Linked DNA regions of Gossypium hirsutum: region 1 is linked to region 2. The links are chromatin contacts, called in public Hi-C maps. All regions are on one chromosome and are shown on one strand. Each heading gives the region's core, a stretch centred on a gene start, on an enhancer-like site or on the middle of the called end of the contact. The rest is flanking DNA. Distances are from core to core; before and after follow the strand shown.

Evidence for each region. Hi-C and Micro-C count contacts between places; a contact is called where the count stands out from the background.
Region 1: a contact with region 2 is called in a Hi-C map of leaf, with 2.3 times the contacts expected there. The contact joins the promoter of LOC107889566 here to the enhancer-like site in region 2. A contact is called at or near these places in 4 of 34 Hi-C or Micro-C datasets (anther, callus and leaf).

What each region holds. Positions count from the first base shown.
Region 1 is chrA09:73,088,010-73,090,709 of Gossypium_hirsutum_v2.1, forward strand. LOC107889566 (serine/threonine-protein kinase CTR1) reads left to right here and starts at 1,251. Exons shown (of 17, transcript XM_041076665.1): 1 at 1,251-2,155; 2 at 2,622-2,700. The coding sequence starts at 1,550.
Region 2 is chrA09:73,051,400-73,054,099 of Gossypium_hirsutum_v2.1, forward strand. It overlaps LOC107889568 (protein ROS1A), which reads left to right. Exons shown (of 21, transcript XM_016814044.2): 21 at 1-21. Among protein-coding and RNA genes, the nearest start is that of LOC107889567, 8.9 kb to the right of the region's middle. Within about 2 kb of position 1,297, at least 3 of the 9 cell types and tissues checked have an H3K27ac peak or open chromatin away from gene starts, as enhancers often do. A contact at or near this core is called in leaf, where this site is marked.

The DNA of each region.
Region 1 (2,700 bases), core at 1-2,500, 37 kb after region 2:
TTAATTTCACAATGTGTATATGTTGTTGCTACCCCTTACCACCTTTTTGGTGGAGCTATTGATGTGATTGTTGTTATGCAACAAGAGGGACATTTCGAAGCACGCCATGTTATGTTCGGTTTGGGAAGCTTCAAGGTGTTTTAGCGGGGGCCGAAAGGATTGTTCGTATAATTGTTAATGGCATTGGAGTAGACTTCCATGTCTCTTGATAACTATAGGGAAGCATATTTTCTAAGGGAGGTTGATGCTGGGAAAGGATTTTCCACAAATGGAGAACTGAAAGATTTTGATTGGGAAGTGATATAGGATGGTGGTAATAAATACATTGCTCAAATTTGTAAACTTCAACACCTCAAAGTCCAGGGTGACTCTGTTGAAGGGTGAATTTAATATTATTAATTTGAAGCGACTTGAAAGAGCGAAATTTAATAAGTGGTGATTGAGAGAATCAGAGTAAGTAAAAACCTCAAAAATTAAGAAACTTATGATAGGATGTAGATTTCACCATTAATATCCTTTGTTCTTTAGATTTCATTTCTTTTTGTTTTTTGGGGGTTTTTATTGTTTTGTTAGTTTAATGTAAAGTGAAAAGAAAAAAGATACTAACGTTAACGAAAATAAATGGTGGTTAAAAAATAGTTTAATATATGTGTCAAAAAAGATTAACGGGGCACATAATAAGACATAAAGAGAAGATAAAAAATTTTAAGTTAAAAGCAAAATATATAAATAAATATAGATTCACAGATAAATAAATGAGTCGTGTTAAAACTATTATTCCCCAACTCAAAATAAAGAGAAAATTTGTATAGATTATTGAAATTAAATTGATTTCTATAAAGAGGTGTTAACATGATTGTTTTGACCCATAACACTAGGGTGATCTCAAATTAATTCCCACTTATTTCTTATTTACTTATCAATTAAATATTGTTAATAAAATTGACAAAAAGATTTAAAGTGAGGTTAAGAATCATAGATTAATAAAAAATTATAGAAATTAAATTCTTAAAATAATAAAAAATTAAATTCTGAATTAAAGAGAAATAAAAGCCAGTTCACTGGGGCACAGGTGCGTGAACTCACGTGCTAATTAGTTAAGTTATCCAATTCCTTTTCGGAATAAGGAATGTTGGAGCAGGCAGTAGCAATCGAGCCAGCCAAACAAACCGAAACAGGAAAATATAATATTTTATCTTTTATATTTGGAAAATTAGAAAAGGAAAAAGAGTAAATGAAAATCATCCAATGAACGTTTGACCATAAATCCCACTTTTCAGACTTTTCCTGAAAGGAAAAAGAAAGAAACGATGAGAATATTACGATTACGCCAACCGATAAAACTGGTATCGTTTTCTGTTTCTTTCTCTTTCGGACAATCGAATTCTAGAAAGAGAGAAAAAAATTAACTCACTGAGGTCTACCAAAAAAAGGAAAGAAAAAAGAAAAATTAGAGAGATAGCAAAGCTAAAAAGCCTGAAATATTCAACAATGGCGATTCGTAGGGCTTCTAGGGTTTTGTGATCATCGATTGCTTTAGTGATTATCAATGGAAATGCCCGGTCGAAGATCCTACTACTCTCCCCTTACCCAGTATCCAGACGACCAGTACTCCGTGTCCATATCAGGAGCTCCACCGCCATATTACGACTCGCTTTCGAGCGAGGTCTCAAGTAATAAGAATAGCAAAGTGAAACCGGGTTTAATCGATTGGGATCAGAATCAGAGCCAGAACCAGCAGCAAACGAGTCGAATTGGCGGCGGCGGTGGCGGAGGAGTTGGGAATACTTATGCTTCGTCGATTGTGACGCAACGTCAATCGAGCGGGAGCAGCTTCGGCGAGAGCTCGTTATCGGGAGATTATTATGCGCCGACCATTTCTACGACAGCTGTGAACGAGATCAGTGCATTCATGTACGGTTATGATGAGTGCTTTAGGCATGTGGATATGAGAGCGAAAGTTGGCGGTTCATCGGGGAAAAGCTGGGCGCAGCAAACGGAGGAGAGTTATCAGTTGCAGTTGGCGTTGGCTTTGAGGCTTTCCTCGGAAGCTACCTGTGCTGATGATCCGAATTTTTTAGATCCAGTTCCGGATGATTCCGCAATTCGGGCAGGTAGCTCAGGCTCTGCTGAGACAGTTTCTCATCGGTTCTGGGTACGTTTTCGTGTAAATTTCCTTGTTCGTAACTCTTATGAATTTCTTGAAATGGATTTGACGCTCAGCGGCTCACTAAGGCTAGTAGCTCGAAGAAAGATGCCTAGGTGAATAAAATAGTTCTCTCAGTGAATGGATTTAGTTTTTAGATGATTTTGAAGATATACTGTGATTTTGCAAAATATATCATACTATGTATGTGATTTCTTTCCTCTTATTATGAACCCATGCAGATGATAGGATGTAAAAAGTAAGGTTGATGCTGACAGTACTTTTCGGTTGTTCTGATGTTTGGTGAATGCATTTATACCTATGTTATGTATTGTTAATGTGGGTAAAGTGGGACTATATTAGCTACACAGCATCTAAAATACACATGCTTAGATTTTGAAGTTAGTTAAGTTTCGGGATTTGGTTGATAAAAGTTTGGAATTCAAGATTTCCTTTTCAATATTATGTGCATCAGGTGAATGGCTGCCTATCATACTTTGACAAAGTTCCTGATGGGTTCTATTTGATTCATGGAGTGCATCCATATGTCTGGA
Region 2 (2,700 bases), core at 47-2,546:
CAAACTTTGAGCAATTCTTCAGAGATCAGCTTCAACAAACGCTGCCTAATGCTAATTGACCAAACTTTTCCTACAATGAAAATAATATACGGCCAAGGCCATCGTCAAGCCTCTAAATGTGCACACGGACATAAATGCTTTTATCCCTTAACAATTGATAAACAATTAAAGGAAAAACGAGTGAAGCTTACGGGAATGTTCAGAATGAAAAGGTGGTCCAGTTTGTGATCTGGGAAAGACAGTGATGAAGTATAAACTCAGAAAAAATTATGAGAACTTGTTAATATGGGAATGTCACCCAGAAATTACAGTTGAGACGGATTGGCAAACAACTAAGGAATCTAGGAAACTGCGTATCAGAATTTAGGGTTTTAAGTTTAGCTCAATTAGTTCATATTATTATCTTTATCAAAAAAATATCAGCGTACAGTATTCAAAAATTCGACTGAATTAGTCTAACTGTTTTTGATAAAGTAACTTCTAGTTCATACAACTATTTTTAATAAAGTAGCATCTATCAGGCTTGAGGTTTAAATTCAACACATACAACATTTCTAAAATAGCATATAACAAGTTTGGCCAAAATAACTGAATGTCGGATAGAACTCAGAAAAAAAAACGATTACACTCCAATTGCGTAATGATCTCAAATGCCAATTCATATTCTAGAGTTTCAACGTTACCAATTACCTTGCTCAAGTTCGGCAAAAATCCAAGCAGTTATGCGTTCTATCTCAAGAAACCGAATAGCATAGAATTATATGTCTCAATATTGAATCGTGGAAAGAAATACTGAACGAATCAACGCTTTAAGCTCTTTACAGAAAAAAATATAGACAAGATCGAAAAATTCATCATAATTGTTAAATGCTTCTTTCCCCAAAATAGCTAAATTAAACAGTAGCAAACCTGGGGGAGAAATGAGATAAAAGCGCAGGAAAGCTGCACCGGATAACAGTTTGAATGGAAAGAAAAAAAAGCGAACCGCGTTTCATTTTTCTTTAATCGAAACAGCAGATCTAAGGGCACATGAAAATATCAGGAATAAAAAGCTCGACTTTATTTAAACACTAGACAATTTTAAACGAAAGATAAACATTCAAATGGACGATCTGGATCGAGAAACGAACCTCTTTTTGAATTTGTAGGATAATGAAAGAAAATGATGAAGCAGCAGATGATTTAGTTTGAGAAAGATGACAGGGTAGTGTTGGAGAATTTGCCGCCTTTTTTCTCTTTCTCGGCTCCTTTCCCTCCTTAAATTTGAAGGCCCCTTCGTTTTTTCAGCCCCTGTGATGCTCGGCTGGCGCTGGGCTCCTGATCGGACTTAGCGGCCTGTATTTCACTGGCTTATTGATCCAAGCTTTAGAGGGCATTTGTTCTGTTAAATACTTAAACATTTAGGCCTGGAATATTTTCCAGGTTTTCATTTTTTTCTTTTTAAGTATTTTCCAGATTTTCTTTATTCAATATCTGAAAGATTAACATGTATGTTTGTGTCTTTGAAATATATTTATGCATGGTGCTTTACTTGCGAGTTAGTTTTTTTTTTATCAGTACGATACTACTTGTTATTTAAGTAATCAAATTTGGCATTGATATGAAATAAATATTTTATCATAAATATTATGTGATTTCTCCGATGGTCCAATATGATAATAATATATCAAATATTAACGTATTGAATGAAAAATAATTATAATTGAGGTATTTTTCATGTTTGTGTTTTATGACTAATGAAGATTAATTTTTTCGGGGATATATGGTTGCTCCCAACAATATCGTCTCCAAAGTTTGAATATATATTTTTCCTTAATAGTACAAGATTTGAAAAGAAAATATTTTATACTTCGAAAATTTGGGTTCCATTTAATTTCTAAAAATATTTTTTATTTATATTTATATTTTCTTTTTCTTTTTTTAAAATTTTTTATTTTTTATTTTTCATTTTTTAAAAATTGAATAACACAAATATATATTGTTTAAAAAAAACTTAAGAGTTTTCAAACTTTGGTAAAAAAATCAATTAAGCTTATTCGCAAAAAAACGCACTTAATTAAATACCTAAACTCTCAAATCATATCAATTAAGTTCCTTAACCAATATTTTTCGTTTTGACCATTACATCATTGACGTGGCCATTAATGACGCGGACATGATGGTCTATGTCGAAAAAAATTTATTTAAAATTATTTAAAATTTTTATATTCAAAATGAAACTTGACAAATGGATGTCCAAGAACGATTGTCCAAGTTCTTGAACAATCATTTGTCCATTAAAATTATAAATTTTTAAACATTGTTCAAATTTTAAAAAATATTAAATTTTAAAAACATAAAAATTATCAAAAAAATCATTTAAAAGTTTAAGCTGAAATGAATTCTGGACATGTGGTTGTTTAGACTGAATTCAAGATAACTTTTATAAATTATATAAAGTTTAAAAATAAAGATCAAAAATATTTTCTTTAAAGTATGAGATTTCCATCAATAATTTAATTTTATCGGTAATTTTTAAGCTATATAAAATAAAAAATAATAATTTAGAAAGACAAACAAATATTTTTAATTTTATTAATTATACTGATAAAGTTTAAAAAACGTGTGAATATATCCTTTTCTTTTCTTTTTTTACATGTGCATTAAGTGTAACTAATCATAGCTAATAGTTATTACAATTTAAATAAACTAATTCTATGA